Linked DNA regions of Sus scrofa: region 1 is linked to region 2. A link is a contact called in public Hi-C data. All regions are on one chromosome and are shown on one strand. The core of a region is the stretch at or near the end of the contact, and the rest is flanking DNA. Distances in the headings are between cores, read along the strand shown.

Evidence for each region. A called contact is a pair of places that touch in the nucleus more often than the background predicts.
Region 1: a Hi-C map of skeletal muscle shows a contact between it and region 2, with 6 times the contacts expected there. The contact joins two enhancer-like sites. A contact is called at or near these places in 2 of 47 Hi-C or Micro-C datasets (liver and skeletal muscle) and 1 of 2 datasets of contacts at active chromatin or transcription factors (skeletal muscle).

The regions. Positions count from the first base shown.
Region 1 is chr4:79,604,385-79,607,858 of Sscrofa11.1, reverse strand. No RefSeq gene overlaps it. Among named protein-coding and RNA genes, the nearest start is that of UBE2V2, 46 kb to the left of the region's middle. Within about 2 kb of position 1,403, at least 28 of the 83 cell types and tissues checked have an H3K27ac peak or open chromatin away from gene starts, as enhancers often do. A contact at or near this core is called in liver and skeletal muscle, where this site is marked.
Region 2 is chr4:79,454,134-79,457,998 of Sscrofa11.1, reverse strand. No RefSeq gene overlaps it. Among named protein-coding and RNA genes, the nearest start is that of EFCAB1, 81 kb to the right of the region's middle. Within about 2 kb of position 1,483, at least 61 of the 83 cell types and tissues checked have an H3K27ac peak or open chromatin away from gene starts, as enhancers often do. A contact at or near this core is called in liver and skeletal muscle, where this site is marked.

The DNA of each region.
Region 1 (3,474 bases), core at 154-2,653, 150 kb before region 2:
CCGTCCGTGAGGGTGCTGCACCTGCTCCCAGCTTCTGATTATTGAGAAGATGCTGCCGTGAATGTGTGTGCTGGGGATGTGAGCTGGCTCCAATTCTCTGGGGGCATCAGGATTGCAGCTGTGAGACCCTTAAAGGGGGACAGTGAGTGCCTTGTTTTCCATTCCCTTTGTAAGTTTTTTTTTTTTTTTTAATATTTTTGTTTGTTTTGCTGTGCCTGTGACATTTGGAACTTCATGGGCCAGGGGTCGAACCTGTACCACAGCAGCGACAACATCAGATCCTTAACCCACTGAGCCACCAGAGAACTCCCTGTAAGGTGTTTTTATGGAACAGAATTTAAAAATTTTAATTGAGTCAGATTTTGCTTTCTAAAAGGTACAGCCTTGCCTTTGTCATCTGTCCCTAATACTCTTCATTTTGTTTTGTTTTGTTTTTTGTTTTTTGTCTTTTTAGGGCTGCACCTGTGACATATGGAAGTTCCCAGGCTAGGGGTTGAATAGGAGCCTTGGGAGGTAAGGACGAGGGAGAGGACAGCACTCGTGGTTTCAAGTGCTGCCAAGGTGCACATACTGGAACCACAGGTAAGAGGCCACAGGTTGGAGATCTGAGGCTACAGGTGCCCCTGAGCTCTTTCACCAAGAGGAGGGGGCACCCTCTTCCTGGGGGGTGGAGGTGGGAGTCACCTAGGAAGCAGCAGCTTGGCCACGCGGAATGCCCTGCTGGGAAGGGGGGTCTGTGGGGCCAGGATTGTGCTTATGCCACACCGTCTGCTGGCTGAGCACAGGATGGGAGGGCCCGGGCTCCTTGCTCAGGTGCTCGGGCTTCATGGACCTGCTCCCATGGCTCCTCCTGCCCTTTGCAATGTGACCCGCTGTGCTCTGCCTCCTTTGTGCAGCTCATTCTCAGGCAAAAGGCGCTCCCTGCACTGACTGGCCTCCTCCGGGCATCCCACTAGAGTCACCTCCTCAGTGTGCATCTCGAGCTGGGCTCGGCACTGCAGAGGTGCATGTGGGTCACTGTGCAAGCTGGAGATTTTGTGTTGGGGACATTATGGGGCAACTTGCGTGCTAGTTGTACTAAGTGTGTCTGCGTAGCAAGGGCGACCTTCAGGACCTCTGACCCTGCAGGAAGCAGTGGCACACGGCCAGGCTCCACGGTCACATCCTGACGGCTGCTGTTTGTACCCAGTTTCCTGAGGTGGAGGAGACAAAGGCCTCTTCTTGGTCCCAGGTGCCAGCCTGGCCAGGCAAAGACAAAGGGACACTTAGATAAAGTCTCCAGACACCCGCTTAGCTGCAAAATTGCCTCTCCAGCGTCGCATGTTGTGCAAGTCTGCAGATCTTCAAGTGAATTTCTGGAGCTGGCTCCAGTGAGCCTGTGCTCTAACTTCTCCTTCTGCCGTGGGAGGGAACAGGGAAGGGATTAGCTGTCTTTTTTCCCCTTCCAGAGAACTGCCAAAACAATTTGGACTCTCCCAGATGGAGCCAGTTTTGAATTGTGGTTCTCTGGAGGCTGCTTTGGAAGAAGACTCAGCAGTTCTGAGAACCCCGCTGCTGGGGCTGCCAACCTGCTCGTTTCCCTGGCTGCAGCCTCTGTTCCCTGGCGTCGGGTCAGCACGGCCCCGCGCTCTCCGTGGGCTCACAGCCGCGGCCTGGCCCTGGCCTGCTGGTCGCAGGGGCCCCAGGCAGTGCGTGGGCGGAGGCTGGGCTCTGGCTGCCTTGTCCCTCCTGGGGCCGGCACCCCCGGCTGGGGTGCACGTGGCTTGGGTGCCTCCTGGAGCTGAGACGGAAGGTGACAAGGATTGGGTCGGGTCAGAGGGAGTCATGATCATCCGCGAGCACAGGGTCAGAGTGCCAGGCGCCTTTGGATGGAGTGGGGAGCAGAGGGGTAGAGGACTGACTGGACTCGGGCTGTCCCTGTGTCTGTCCCTGGGAGCGGGTTGCAGAGCCCTGGTCTTGATTTCTGGCTTGATTCAGAGAGGAGGAATGGGCCTTCTGTAGCCAGAGGGTGTGCGTGTTCAGCCGGTTTCAGGGGGCTGCCCGTGACAGGGGCTGCTGCTGAGGAAGTGAGGTCCTGGGCTGGCAGTGGCTGGAGGGAGTGTGTGCCATCGTCCCCTCTCACAGACCTTTCCCTGGAAGAGAAACACACCTAAGCCCAGAGTGGTTAGCTGCTCTTCCCAGCAACACACCGGGCAAGGGTGGGACTCAAGTCAGACCTGGCGCCCGCCAACCACCCTGTGCCTGGAGCCTCACCACTGCCGTTCACAGCTTTGGGTTGAGCCCTGAAGTGTTTTGATGACCCTTCTCATGGTTGTCTTTTGGCATCAAAATAAATGTGGAAATGAGAGGCCTGGTGGTTGACCCTGAAGGCTGGGGCCTGTCCTCTGCACCTGGTGCTGGGAACAGAGGGTAAAAGACCCTGTTTGCTGCTCCTGGGGAGGCAGGTTGGGAAGCAGACCCTGGACGCACAGCATCGTCATCTCCATGGTGCATGTGAGCAGGAGAAGAGTTGCTGAGGAGGGCTGGCAGAGCAACCGCAGATCAAGAAGCTCAAGTAGGAGCTCCCTGGTGGCTCAGCAGGTCAAGGACCTGGTATTGTCGCTGCTGGGGCTCTAGTGTAGGTTCCATTCCTGGCCCGGTAACTTCTGCCTACTGCAGGTGCAATAAAAATAAATAAATAAATAAAAATAAAAGAAGACGTTAAAAAAAAGTAAAAGCACATCAGCTTGTTTGGGGTAGTGTTTCCATTGTTTTGGTAAAAACATAATACAGAGCAGGTATGAGCTAAAAAATGCAAGTTGTATAATTGCCATGATTCCACATATGCTCCTGTGTTTGCACATAAAACTGGTATTCTGTAATAAAAGCTGAGCAGTAAAATTCATGCTAATAATCAAAACTGTAATTATTGTTTACCTTTGAACTGTTGTTTGAAACAACAGTTCAAACGATAACTATTGTTTAAATTATTGAAGCTTTAAATAGCAGAAAGCAAACATCATGACCAGTGAGGAGAGACCACTCGGAGAGGAAAAAGCTGCTTATTTCAGTTCCGTTCCTGGCACCTTCACCCTTTGCTGGGCGCTGCAAGCTGTGGCCTGAGTAGACAGGCAGGGGGGAAAGGTGAAGCGTTTGTGCTTTGTTAGTGGACATGCTGATTCTGAATCTGCGCATTCTGGATTTGAGCACAAGCAACAGTGTAGTTGGCAGCTGGGACCAGGGGCTGGGATTATGCAGACAGGGCGAGATGCTGGGTGAGGCCCCAGCCAGGAACTCGAGGTGCTGGCCCTGGGCGGGAAGGCTTGGGGCAGCTGGGGAGTGAGGCGGTGGGGGCGGGGGGGGCATGAGGCTCTAGTCCACATTGGACGCTGTGTCTTTTGAGCAGGAAAGAAAGGAGCCTGGATGTCCACTTGTTCCAGGCAGGGAAGCGTTGCCTTCAGTCACCTGGATGTGACAAGATAGTAGAACAATTGT
Region 2 (3,865 bases), core at 234-2,733:
TCCCATCAGGCTCTCACTGTAGCCCTTCCACTGATGTATAGCAAAGCTCTGTGTTAGGAAAGTAAAGTCCTTCCAGATAAAGAATTTGTACTGTTTTAGTTTCTGTCTCCGACGAAGGCCCAGAGAGAAGCAAGCCCCTCTTTTAGACTTTGGGGAGGGGGGCTCTCTAGGAGCCCCAGACGCATGCATGGGGGCTCTTTTGAGCCAAGGTGTAGAGCATGTTCTTGATGATTCTATGAGAATTCTTCATCTCTTGTCCAGTTTCATGTTATTTTAAAATAGTGCCTGTGGTTTAATCATTTTTTTTGAGATCTTGCTACCAGATTTTAAAAAATCTGCTTCTATGAGCCAAGATAATTTGCTCATATAATTGTTTTTGAAACAGATCTTATGCAAGACATTCTGTACTGGTAAAGCTGAGCTGTGCATCTGCTGACTCGTGGCCAGACACCAAGAAGGACCCCAGCCGATTAGCAAAGTTGTACCCTTGCCAGGGACGGGATCGGAGGCCCATGTGGCTGTCCTCATGACTCAGAGGAGGTGGGCCTGAAGGCCTGTGGGCGGCGGGGCTGGCAGTTCGCCGGCTCTCTGCTGCTGAGATAAGCAGTTCCTCTCCAGCCGGCACATGTGCCCCCATCCCCCAGGGAGGGGGTCCGGCTTCCTCTCCAGCACCCCCGCTCCCACCCCACTTCTTGGAGGCTCTTGGAAGAAGCCCGGTTCCCCCTGGATTTCTTACTGCAAACTTAACCTTGGGGCCCTGAAGTCCTCTCTGTTAAGTGGGTGCAGGAATAACAGGCAGACTGAAGGAGCCCTAGGGGCCTCACCCAGATCCATCTCACCCTGCCACGGTTCATGTTCTCAGAGCCTTGAATCTGGCAAAAAGCAGAAAGACAAAGAGATTTCAATTGGAACAACCATAAAATTAAAAACAGTTCTCAGCAAGCATGGCCACAGTCTGCCTGAAGCAGATGGCTGGTAGGTAGGGGCTTGTGACGGAAAGAAACCCGTCCCTGTCTTCATTTTGTTAGGCCTGTGCAGCGGCCTGCAATCAGAAATAAAAGGGCAGCTGGGTTCTGCTCCAAAGCGCCGCCTGCCCTCTGGCCCAGCAGAAGACCTGCAAGCGCAGCATGGGGTGCTGTTTGGGCCCCTGCAGGGTCCCTCCTGGCCACGCTGAGAATTTGCTGGTTTGCAGGTCGCCCTGGTGAGCAGGCTGCCTCTGTCCTGCTTCCTGGTTCATGCAATTCCCGGAACGCCACAAAAGCACATCTAGTTTCTTTAATTTTTTTTTTCCCAGGGCATTGTATTCTTTTATTCCTTCTGCTCCCCCTCTTTCTCTTTCTCTTGTTTTTACAATCTCCCTGTAATGACTAATTGGCAGTGTTTCCCGACTTTTTTATGTTTCTCTTGCTCTGGTTACAAGTCGTACTAACCCAGCAATATCCACAGGGACCAATAGACAGCCAACATTCCCAATGATATACAGCGCGCCCCCTTCTTTAAAGTGCAGCGCATTTACAAGGAAATGCACACGGCCCAGGGCCCACTCCCTGGGCGCTGGCGCTGCGCTCGCGTCTGGGGGCGCGCCCGCGGTCCCTGCTCTGCGCCCCCTCCCGTGAGGCCTCTCCTGGCGCCCACACCGTCCCTCCTCCGCGCGCCCCCTCCCCACGAGACCCCCTCGTGCGCCCCCGCCATCCCGCCTCCGCGCGCCCGCGGTCCCGCCTCCGCGCGCCGCCGCCTCCGTGCGCCCGCGGGGCCGCCTCGGTGCCCGTTTACTGCGCGCGGCAGCCACTCTGGAGCCGCCGCACATCTGGATGGAGTCAGGCCCAGCGCCCGGGCCGGCGCCCAGCCAGTCCCCACCCGCTGGATTTCCTGATGTAAACAGAGCAAGAACACAGCAACTCTGCTGAATGTGTCATGCAGCGCTCTTTATCTGCTTGAGGTCAAAAACGGCGACTTAGAAAAACAGAAGCGTTGCTTTGAATTTAAACAGCTAAGAGCCATAGAGGGGACGGGGCTGCGGGGCCGGGTGGGGCGGGGAGGGGGGAGCGCCTCCAAACTCACCTCCGGCTTTTGTGCCTGCTTGTTCCACTAGGTACTATTTGGGGGTAATTGGTAATTGAGAGGCTAATTTCATTATCTGCAGCCAAATGGGGAACAAGATGCAGTTTCTGTTAGTGGTGCTGGAGGCATGTGAGAGTTTCCCGTGCTGTGGGCCCGACTTTGCCGCGCCCCCCGCCCCCCGCCAGCCCGCCGCTCTGAGGAAACTGCCTTAAGACGCCGATTTCCCCAGAGGGAAGCCCGCTGCCCGGTTTCTGAGAGAACTGCATTGCTCTCTGCCACCGGGTGCCAGCCGGGAAAGCATTTCCTTCCCAGGTTCCCAGCAGGGCTCAGTGCCTGGGGCCGAGGGAGCCTGCGCACTGGGCACCCCCGTTCCCGTTCCCGCTGTCCGCGGGGGGGGGGGGGTGGGTGAAGGACGACGCGCTCCCTCCCCCGCTGTCCGCAGGGGGCTCTTGGCTCTCGCTCCCCAGCTGTGTGGGTTTCTTCTCCCCTTCTCTGGCTCTGGATGAGAGCTTAATGATTTGGGGTTCCGAACATTCATTAACTAGAAACCAACCGACTCTAAACCGTGACAATGTCATTTTGAAATAGATGGTAAGGAGGGAAAATACAAAATGATGGCAGAGTTTGTGTTGTCATCACCAATAATTAAAATGAAATGTAGATGGTTTCCACTTCAGTCACAAACCATTTACGCTGCGCGTCTAGAAGATCCTGGCAGGGCTTCCCTGGCCCCGAAGCAGCGGCTCCTTCAGCAAAAGTCTTTAAATGGAAACGAGGAGGAGCAGTGCCTCCGTGTCTGAGGGCAGTGCTGGCGAGGGCGGATGTGAGAGGCTGGGGAGGCTGGGGGCTGTCCGGGTAAGATTTCCGCAGAGCGGCTTCATGGGGCGGTTTGTCCAAACGTTTGAGGTCATGGGCCCAGACGGTGGCTGGACGTCAGGGCGCTGGAATGCTGCAGGAGCCTGGGCGCATCCCTGCTCTGTGAAAAGGCTCCCAGGGCACTCCTCTTCCTCCCACAGGCTGGGATTTGATGAACTGGCCAGAAACTGGGCCAAGACTTGCGGAGACAACCAAGGTCCAATTTGGCAAGTGGGCTGGTTGCTCTGCCTGGCATTTGATGATGAGATGGGGCCAGAACCCAGCGTCAAAATGAGGTTGGCCTTCGCCCCAGAGGCTGGGGTGGGGCTTGCTGCACCCCTGTGCGCTCTGCACGTGGAAATGCCCAGAGTAGGCGTGTCCAGTGACTTCTGTGATCACGTGGTGCCCTGCGTGGCAGAAGTCGTCTGAGGAGCCCAGGGGCTTGCTCAGTCTAAAGTGATTGCTCTTCCCTTTCCACAGCATTGGATTTTCACACAAGTCCTGTGGGAACAGGCGACAAGTTCCAGAAGAAGAGACTAGCACAGTCCTTTGGCCACATACCCACTCCAGGGGGCATGACAACCCTTCTCCAGGCTGGTGATGCTAAGTTAAGTCACGTGCCCGAGGTCAGCGCCTGTTAGGCAGTCACTGCAGGAAGACCTGGAGAGGCTTTGTCCTGCCATCTGAGTTGTGTTTCTATCCCTTTACCTCCCATCTATCACAGACTCAAGCATTTGGGAAGATATTTTGACCTTCTGTCTTGAATCTGAAGAGATTTCTGCAAAATTCCAAACATTTAGCTTGTGTTCGTTTTCTAGGAGGACCCTGATTTCAACACTTTATTCATCGTCAAGGCCCCGTCGTCAGATCATGGGTCCCAGTTGATTCTCACTGTGAGCGTAGCCTTGTCTGTGTGACCAGCGCGAGGGCCTCATGGAATCGTGCCAGT